3 separate regions of the Pan troglodytes genome follow, and regions 2 and 3 are each linked to region 1. A link is a contact called in public HiChIP or PLAC-seq data. All regions are on one chromosome and are shown on one strand. Each heading gives the region's core, a stretch centred on a gene start, on an enhancer-like site or on the middle of the called end of the contact. The rest is flanking DNA. Distances are from core to core; before and after follow the strand shown. Region 1 holds the start of ANKRD40 (ankyrin repeat domain 40). Region 2 holds the start of CACNA1G (calcium voltage-gated channel subunit alpha1 G). Region 3 holds the start of RSAD1 (radical S-adenosyl methionine domain containing 1).

What was found. HiChIP or PLAC-seq counts read pairs in DNA pulled down with a chosen protein or histone mark.
Region 2: a contact with region 1 is called in an H3K4me3 HiChIP or PLAC-seq map of stem cell-derived excitatory neurons, with 2.8 times the contacts expected there. The contact joins the promoter of CACNA1G here to the promoter of ANKRD40 in region 1. A contact is called at or near these places in 1 of 1 datasets of contacts at active chromatin or transcription factors (stem cell-derived excitatory neurons) and 1 of 1 other capture datasets (stem cell-derived neural stem cells).
Region 3: a contact with region 1 is called in an H3K4me3 HiChIP or PLAC-seq map of stem cell-derived excitatory neurons, with 3 times the contacts expected there. The contact joins the promoter of RSAD1 here to the promoter of ANKRD40 in region 1. A contact is called at or near these places in 1 of 7 Hi-C or Micro-C datasets (induced pluripotent stem cells), 1 of 1 datasets of contacts at active chromatin or transcription factors (stem cell-derived excitatory neurons) and 1 of 1 other capture datasets (stem cell-derived neural stem cells).

Annotation. Positions count from the first base shown.
Region 1 is chr19:63,848,114-63,851,514 of NHGRI_mPanTro3-v2.0_pri, reverse strand. ANKRD40 (ankyrin repeat domain 40) reads left to right here and starts at 1,737. Exons shown (of 5, transcript XM_511885.7): 1 at 1,737-2,141. The coding sequence starts at 2,008. LUC7L3 (LUC7 like 3 pre-mRNA splicing factor) reads right to left here and starts at 2,545. Exons shown (of 14, transcript XR_010153329.1): 1 at 2,417-2,545.
Region 2 is chr19:63,700,487-63,703,501 of NHGRI_mPanTro3-v2.0_pri, reverse strand. CACNA1G (calcium voltage-gated channel subunit alpha1 G) reads right to left here and starts at 1,432. Exons shown (of 34, transcript XM_016932537.4): 1 at 441-1,432. The coding sequence starts at 682. LOC107969270 (a long non-coding RNA gene) reads left to right here and starts at 32. Exons shown (of 2, transcript XR_001710982.2): 1 at 32-212.
Region 3 is chr19:63,618,797-63,621,806 of NHGRI_mPanTro3-v2.0_pri, reverse strand. It overlaps RSAD1 (radical S-adenosyl methionine domain containing 1), which reads right to left and starts at 1,252. Exons shown (of 9, transcript XM_511926.8): 1 at 1,008-1,252; 2 at 265-398; 3 at 1-147. The coding sequence starts at 1,142.

The sequences.
Region 1 (3,401 bases), core at 488-2,987:
TGAGCCGAGATAGCGCTGTTGCACTCCAGCCTGGGCAATGAGAGCGAAACTCCATCTCAAAAAAAAAAAAAAAAAAGAACTCATAGACTTTGGGGTGCAGTCACGAACAATTTTTTTTAACTGCATTAAAAACAAACAACAACAACAACAAAAAAACAAAAACAGGCCAGGCACGGTGGCTCACGCTTGTAATTCCAGCACTTTGGGAGGCTGAGGCTGGCAGATCACATGAGGTCAGGAGCTGGAGACGAGACTGGCCAACATGGTGAAACCCCATGTCTACTAAAAATACAAAAATTAGCCGAGCGTGGTGGCACAGGCCTGTAATCCCAGCTGCTCGGGAGGCTGAGGCAGGATAATTGCCTGAACCTGGACGTAGAGGTTGCAAAGAGCCGAGAGATCGCCCCACTGAACACCAGCCTGGGCAACAGAGTGAGACTCTGTCTCAAAAACAAGCAAACAAAAACAACAAGCCACTACCTACTCCCATGTCACTCAAATTGTGTTGAAGGACTCAAATCCAGTGCCATACACATCAGTTTCAGATGGAGTATCATGCTGGATGTGAGAATTAAAATTTAAATTGGGGGAACAAATGAAAATGTAAGCTCAAGCAGGGTTACAATTTGCCATGGGGGTCAATTTAAGTGTGTAGTCAGTTTATATTCAGCACCACCTGGTGTGCACTGTGTACTGTGTGAATTACTGTATCATACTAAACAGACATTGGTTTTTCTTAAACCGTAGCAAGAAAAATGCTTGCTGTGCAGATCCCAGCAGCCCCAAGAGACGGAAATGAAAACTCCATGCCTAAATTTATCCCTTCCTATTTCATCTCTCCTTGTTCAGGCCTTCCTCCCTTCCTCCCCAGGGCTATTTCCTTAATCTTGACCCCATCTGTAAAGTTCCATCCGGTGCCACATCGGAGGATCTCTTCAGGGCACCTGGGCGTAGCAAAACAATATTTCCTTTTTCTCCCACTGGGTATAAAACAGTGCCAACTGAGGCTCTGAGCCTCATTAGATAGATCGGGCAAGAAGTGAAGCAAAATGCTGTTTACATGTACACCACAGCTCTTCCCAGAGCACTTGGAATCAGGACCAGGACACCTCCAAAGCCTCTTTGGTGTTTTTCCTTTCTTTTCTCCTTATATGGCCTTCATGAAGAGTAACTAATTACAATCTGTTAGCAGTAATTACAGTTCATAAACTGTGAGCACAATATAAATATTTTTCCTGAAAGCCAGGTTAGAAGAAATCCTGTCTAAAATGAGATGTAAAACAACAACAATTGAAATAAATATTCTAACTGAATTGTCCCCAAGCACTGTCAAAAAGAAGAAGAGTGTAATCTATCTCTGTAATAATGGGCGTATTATAGTAGGATCGTTTTCAGCCCATTTCCCTATCCTGCTGGGCAAGAATTGGCTCAGATAAGGAAAAGGAGCCAACCAAACTGGGGGAAAATAACAAAAAAACCCCAAATCCCAACAAAAAGAACCCACCAATTATTTTGGATGCCTGGTAAACAGCCTGCACCAGAGGATAAGGCTTTTCTGGCTCTCAGCTATGCTTTTTTCTCTTTTCATGTGTCTTGTCCTCCTCCCTTGAAACTGCGGGGTGGGGAAGTCTAAAAATAGTCAATGAATCATGGCATATAATATTGTGCAGTAGTTACATAAACAGCCAGCCCGGGCGCCGGAGCCCCGGGTCGGAACGGAAAATATCTGGGTCAGCGTTGTCACACTGAACAGGGTCCCCCGGAGCCGGCCTTCGGGAGGCGCGGCCCGGGAGGAGGCCTGGGCCTGCGGGCCGGGAGCAGCAGGGGCGGCCCGCGGGAGGGAGCGGAAGTCCCGGGACTGGCGCTGGCAGCGGGGCGAGCAGGGCGGACGAGTTCCGCGCTCCCTCCCCATGGCCGGGAGCGGGCCGCGGCGACGGCGGCGGCGCTGACAGGCCGCGGGCGGGGCGGGGCAGGCGGGCCTGGGCGGGGGCCTGGGGCTGTGGGAAGATGAACGCCCTCCTAGAGCAGAAGGAGCAGCAGGAGAGGCTGCGGGAGGCCGCGGCCTTAGGGGACATTCGGGAGGTGCAGAAACTGGTGGAGAGCGGGGTGGATGTGAACTCCCAAAATGAGGTCAACGGCTGGTAAGTGGGGAGCGGGGGAGGCCTAGGGTCAGGGCAGCCGGTCGGAAGGCGTGGGGCAGTCAGTCGCGACCTGGGCCCAGCGCTGGACGCCTGGCTACGGCGAGGCCTGCCACCTCGGGCCTCCGAGATTGTGCCCTCTTGAGGCCAGCCCTCGTCCCCATGCCTCGTGCGGTCGGGAGCGCGTCCTGCCCAAATCCCGGCCCACGTGGTCCACTCGGGGCAGCGCCCACTGGGACTCTGGTGCCCTACCCCCTTCCCCCGCGCTCCCGGCTCACTTGGTCAGAGCGGTGCTGGAGGCAGTGATTCTCAGCGACTATGCGTTGGAGCTCACCCCAATTCGAGTGTTGAGTTAATTTGCCGTAGGTCCTTCTGGAGAACGCATCTTGCAGAGCTAAAAGCATAAGCAACTGAGCAAATATGAATTTTATAAACTAGCACGATTTCCTTAGCCAAGACCAGGAAAAAAAAAACACATTTGCATCACCATTCTGCTTCTCTGTTGTTTCACTGCAACCGATTTGCTGCTGCTGCCTACAGTTGCCTGTTTGAGGGAAAACTCATTTGTTTATCCTATCGATTATTTTCTTTCTTTTCCTTTTTTTTTTTTTTTTTTTTGAGACAGGGTCTTGCCCTGTCGCCCAGGGTGGAGTGCAGTGGCATAGTCTCGGCTCACTGCAACTTCTACCTCCCCGGCTCAGGTGATCCTCCTGCCACAGCCTCCCAAATAGCTGGGAATACAGGCACGCGCCCCCACACCCGGCTATTTTTTTTTTTTTTTTTGGTATTTTTGGTAGAGATGGGGCCAGGTTGGTCTCAAACTCCTGGCCTCAGGTGATCCACCCGCCTCGGCCTCCAAAAGTGCTGGGATTACAGATGTGAGCCTACCGTTCCTGGCCAGTTTTCTTATTACAATTTCAAATACAGAATGTCACCCAAGACTTTAGATGTCTGCCTGCAGATTGAATTCTTCCCAATTAAATAGGAGTCTCATCTTAAGATGTTGCTGGTGGTCAAAACAGGAAGTTACTGAATGTGGCATTATTCCGCTCTCTGCATTTAATATTTAAAATTTTGATTCAGTAATGCTTAGCCAGACTATTTTGCTAGCTTAGAGTTAAAGTGAGTAGCACTTTGGGAGGCTGAGGTGGGCGGATCACAAGGTCAGGAGATCAAGACCATCCTGGCCAACATGATGAAACCCCATCTCTACTAAAAATACAAAAATTAGCTGGGCGTGGTGGTGCATGCCTGTAGTCTCAG
Region 2 (3,015 bases), core at 183-2,682, 150 kb after region 1:
CCCCCACCCACCCCCCACCAAACTCGGAAACCAAACCCAGCTCGCTAACCGGCGCGGGCAGAGTACAGCTCCCAGGCTCCCGAAGCTTCCCACATCTGGAGGATGACGACCCTCCCCTGACCACATCTGGAGGGCGTCCAGCTGCGAGCCAGCGGGGCACAGCTCTCTTCTCCTGGCCTGGATCCCCACCCCCCTAACCCAGGAGGACTGAGGTGTGTGTACGCAGGTGGGGTAAGCCCGGGTTACCGACGAGACCTGCTCGCGTCTCCGCTCCCACTCTGGTGCCCCCTCCCCTCCCTGGCAGCTCCCCCCCCTCATCCGCCTACCCTCCGGGCTCACTTCGACTCACCTGGAGGTGGGTCTTCTTCCCCCCCGACCCCCGGCGGTGCGGCCCGTCCCCCTTCTGACCCCGCGCCTGGCCGTCGTGCCCCGAAGGATATGGGTTACAGACCGTGCGGAGACACCAGCTCCGCGGGCGGCTGTCCTGGCTCAAGTAGAAGAAAACCACCGGGGCCAGCGCCGGGTACGGCAGCCCCTCCGCCTCGGAGTCCGCGCTGCCTGGGTCCTTTTCTGCTGACCCCGGCCCCGGCCGGCCCCCGGCCCCCGACAGGTCGTTGAGCCGCATGAAGCTCCGGGGCTGTCCCGACTCCTCGGCGCCCGCTCCATCCTCCTCCTCGTCCATCCTCTGGCCAGCCGGGGCCCCGGGCGGTCCGGAGAGGGGCAAGCGGCGCCCCTCCGAGGAGGTGTCCTCACGCAACCCGGGGGCCCCGGCGGGGGCACATCTGGTGGGCTCTAGGGCGCAAGCTGAGCCCCCGGGAGGGCCAGTTCAGCCCAGCTCCCCCTGCCCGCAGGGGCATGCTGCCCGCGGGGCGCCGGGGCGCAGGGAAACCCCGCCCGGCGCGAGTCCCGCTTCCCCTGCGCCCCTGGGGCTCCCCGGGCCAGCCGGCCGGCTCCCCCTCACTTTGTTCCGGCTTCTTCGCTTCGCGCCCAGGCTCCGGTTGCCGGATTCGGCGCTACCTTCAGCGAAGCCGCCCCGAGAGGGCGAGCGAAAAGGGGGGCAGCGGCGGAGGGCGGGGGTCCGGGGAGGGGCACCCCCTCTTCCCGCGGCGCAGCTGGAGCCGGATCTAAGGGGTCAGCATCGTCCCGGCTCCGCGCCAGGCGGCGGGGGAGGGGAGGAGGGATCTCTTTAGGGGTGGGCTTGGAGGGGGTGGGGGCGGCTCCTTCCCCCGCCCCGCCGCGGGCTCACTGTCCGGGAGGGGCGGGGAGACAGTGGGGGGCAGTCCCGGGCGGGAGTGGAGGCGGAGATGCCGCCGCCGCAGCCGCCGCGGTGGCTGCCGCTGCCGTAGCTGTCGCCGGCGCCACTGCCTCCTCCTCCGGCCGAGACGCGGAGCGAGCGAGCGAAAGCGGCGGCGAGGAGCCCGGCGCACACCACAGCTGGATCCCTCACTTCAACTTCAAGCCTCGGCCCCGCCCCCAGACAGCCCCGCAGCCAATCGCCGGACGCCGCCGGCCCCGAGCGGCGCGCCCATTGGCCGTCCGCCGTGGCAGTGCGGGCGGGAGCGCAGGGAGAGAACCACAGCTGGAATCCGATTCCCACCCCAAAACCCAGGACCGCCCCTCTCCCCTCCCCTTGCCCCTGGGTCCGCTCCCGAAGGCTGGAGCCAATCAGACTGCTGCCCAGACCGAACCCACTTTCCTATTGGCCATTGGGGTCTTTGGGACTCCCTTGGAGGGACCCCGAAGAATCAGAGTATTCGGCGCGGGGTCCTGGCGCAGGGCCGCAGGCCCCAGGCATCCTTTGTCTACGACCCCTGATTTGGGCAGCAGCCGGAGGACGGAGCTCAGCTCTGGGCGGGCCTGGGGAAGAAAGGAGACAGGCGGCACGGGGGTGAGGGTTGTGACCAGGGGGTCCCAGAGCGAAATCCCAGGTCTCCACCTGGTTAATCTCCCACCCTGGAGTTGAGCTTGGCTGCGGGACTGGGGAAGGGAAGGAGCGGAGCTGGATGTCCTGGGGGTGGGGCTTCAGGCTGGAGGGGCCCAGTCTTGGAGAAACGGGCGGAGCTCGAGAAAGGCTAGGGTAGGCATGGTCTGGGCGTGGCCTCCACAAATCTCTTGGGCTTATTGGTCATACTCCCGAGTCAATTCTGAGACTTCGACCCTGACCTCGTAACCCTAACCCGCTGGACCTGACCTCACGTTGACGCTCCTGGGCTTCATCCCTTTGCCCCTAGGGACCTTTTGAAGGGCGTGGACTCCACGCAGGGGCTCCGTGCTTGAACACATGGCCCCAGGCAGGTCGCGCTGGACCGCAGAGCCCGGATCCCCAGGAGGGGCTGCGGAGCAGAGCGAGGACCCCTAAGAAGGAACCTGTGGGGGTCTCGAGTGTGTGGGAGGGGGCGGAAGCACAGAGCTGGGCTTTATCGACTCGACCTTCAAAGTCCCCACCACCGCCACCCCCCAACTTCGTGCCTCAGTTTCTCTTAAGTCCCTATGTGGCTTAGGGAAAGAGTGTCCGCGGAACTGGAACTTCGCGGGTCTGCCGCCTTCACTCACTCACCTTAACCCTACCGGCAGCGGGCCCTCGTGGGTTTGTGCTTTCCATGCGTGCACACTCACGCGCAGACCCCGGCCCTTGCCCCGCCTACCTCCCCGAGTTCTGGGGCTCAGTCGGCTCTAGCTCTCTCCTGCCGCCGGCGCCACTCCAGAAAGCTGTGGGTACCCGGGAGCGGAGCGCCGCGGGTGTGCTGGGCGCCGGTGGAGGGGGGAACAGCGAGGTTTAGACGCCGGGAAGCACTTCCCCAACATCTGCGAGAGGTAGACACGGCGGAACCTAGTGGGTCAGTCAGTTCCCTCTCCGGAGATTTTGGGGCGCTTGCGCCACTGCGGAGAGGCGGAGGGATGGGTCGGATGACCTCCATCACCACCCCTCACTTTGCTGAGGCCATCACCCCTGGGCGTTGTTCACTTTCCTAAGGCTGCGCCACCCACGTAGCCCCCGCGCACCTCCCGCCACCG
Region 3 (3,010 bases), core at 3-2,502, 230 kb after region 1:
CCCGGAGCTGAAGTAGGATTAGCCTCCAATGTGACTTCCGAGTCTGCAGGCAGGTGGGCTGTCTGTGCCACAGCCTCCAGGACAGCAGCCACCGTGTGGGGACTGGCTAGACTGGGGGTCCCCCCACCAAAGAACACAGACTCCACCCTGGGGAAAGAGGATGGAGAAATGAGACCTGGGGGAGCCCTCTGGGATGCCTGCACCTATCCCCCACCACTCCTCCAAAAATTTCCCAAAACGCTGCCTACAGCCCCCACTACCCACCGTTGCACCCCGCTGAGCCGCAGCAGCGTCTGAGCTTCGGTCACCAGACACTTCTGCATGGCAGCCTCCTCCACGCGGCGAGGGATGTACTTGTTGAAGTTGCAGTAACTGCAGCGCTTCTCGCAGTAAGGCCACTGGGGGCAGTGAGTGCACGTGCGCGGTGAGAGCTGCCCTGGCCACTTCCAGGGTTCAGTCGCACACATCCCCAACTCCACCCCCACCCCTATCCCGAGGTCTTTCCACAGTAGCTAGGACATCTAAGCCACACAACTCCCCAAGGCAGGTCGCACTGGGGTTATTACATCCACTTCAATGTGAGAAAACTGAGGCTCACTCCTTTGTTACGCTGCCTCTTCCAACCAGCAGACGTCAGGAAGGAACTCAACCCAAGCTCTTTCTGGGATCATACAATTTTCATACAATTTTCCTATGAGCCATTTTCCCAGCTACCGAGTCAGAACACTGCTCTTAAGAAAATTTTGTCTTGCTAAGAGGAAAATTGTTATGAAATTTGAACCATTTGGTCAGAGTCACCGAGCCGGTGAGTAGCAGAGACTTCAGGTTTCTGGACCAAGTCATTTCCCTGCCAAAGCACAGGGTCCCATCCCAGACCTCGTACGGGGGCACGGAAACACGGCAGGCAGGTTCATAGAGTGACAAACCGCCACCTGGGTTTTGGACCGCCACGGTCACGGCCAGGGCTGCGGCCACACACCGTGGGCTCCGCCCCCGCCCCTACTCACGTGTACGTAAAGCGCCGCGCGCCGGCCCGCAGGCTCAGGACTCGGGGACCCTCCTGCGTTCTCCACGCGGCGGCGCCTCTGGGCCGCTCTGGCTGCTGCCGCCCAGCCGCGAGCCCGGGCTCCGGGGAGCGCCATGGCGCCCAGCGCAGCGCGGCGCACTGACCCGAGCAGGAGACGCGCGCAGGGATCACTGTGAGTGCGCAGCCGGCGGAAGGAAGAGGGGCTGCGTGACCGCGCGACGAGAGGGCCCGGGCGGCCCGGGGCTGCGGCGCCACCTGCCGGGCGCCCGGGCGCTCACTGCGGCCGCCTGTCGGTTCTTTCCCCAGGCCGCGGGGCGGGCTGCTTGCCTTTTGGCACCTTGTGCCCGGGCGAGTTCCCGGACCCATCCAGGAGCTCTTAGTTTGTTCAGTCAATTCCTTGACATTTGATGTGCCTGGCTCAGAACTGGGCGCTGGGGACATCTAGGTGCATAAAGCCAGGTTGCATTCTGGCAGGAGAGAGGCAAGCCAACCGGCCAGGACAGGCAAGGCGTATTAATTCCGTGCCTGCTGGACACCAAAGCCGTCCGCCTCAGTGCTGTGAGGTCATCTGTTGTAAGAGTGTGGGAGTCAGTAGGGCAGAAGAGACACTTGGGCTGGATCTTTCCTTTAATTTCATTTACAAATATTTGGGAGAGGGGAGGTCTTGAACTCCTCGGCCTCAAGCGATCCTCCTGCCTCAGCATCCAGAGTAACTAAGGATTAAGGGCATGAGCCACCACCAGGGCTATGCACGGGATCTTGGAGGAGCAGAAAATCCCAGGGGCAATTGGCTTGGCCGGGAGAGTAGACTGTTTTGGGTCAGGCCAACCCAAGCATCTGGAGGTGTACGTGCTGGAAGGACAGTCAGATGGTGTGTGCAGGAGAGAGGGGGAAGGCGCAGGGGAAGGCCTGGGGAAGCAGGCACCTGAACAACTGTCCCACAAAGCAGAAACATCATGGGTTTCAGAGGCAGGCGGTGCAGGACAGTTCTCCCAGTGGCCTTGAACTGACCTGGTTCTCCCCTCCTTTCTTGCTTGTAGTTCTCAAGAATAACTGTAGACGCCTGTAATCCCAGCACTTTGGGAGGCCGAGGTGGGCAGATCACTTGAGATCAGAAGTTCAAGACCAGCCTAGCCAACATGCTGAAACCCCGTCTTTACCAAAAATACAAAAATTATCCAAGCGTGGTGGTGGGCACCTGTAATCCCAGCTACACGGGAGGCTGAGCAGGGAGAATCCCTCGAACCTGGGAGGCGGAGGTTGCAGTGAGCTGAGACAGTGCCACTGCACTCCAGCCTGGGTGATGGAGCAAGACTCTGTCTCAATAAATAAATAAATAAAACTGTAGAGTGTGCAGAGAATGCAACATCCTGAGGGAAGGAAGGACTGGCCAGCACAGCCATGCTCTGTTCCAGTCCCCCTAGAAAAAGCATGTCCTTCAACACTTCAGCCCAACATGTCACATGGCCCCAGGGTATAAAACCCAGGGCAGAAGCCGGGCGCGGTGGCTTACTCCTGTAATCCCAGCACTTTGGGAGGCCGATGCGGGCGGATCATAAGGTCAGGAGATTGAGACCATCCTGGCTAACACGGTGAAACCCCGTTTTTACTAAAAATACAAAAAACTAGCCAGGTGTGGTGGTGCGTGCCAGTAGTCCCAGCTACCCGGGAGGCTGAGGCAGGAGAATTGCTTGAACCTGGGAGGCGGAAGTTGCAGTGAGCCCAGATGGCGCCACTGCACTCCAGCCTGGGAGACAGAGTGAGACTCTGTATCAAACAAACAAACAAACAAACGAAAAACAGGGCGGGCTGGTTTCTGGGGTCCCTCAGCTTCAGTACAAGTCTGGCTGGCTGGGCGTGGTGGCCCACGCCTGTTATCACAACACTTTGGGAGGCCGAGGCGGGTGGATCACCTGAGGTCAGAAGTTCAAGACCAGCCTGGCCAACATGGCGAAACTGTTTCTACTAAAAAAAAAAAAAAAA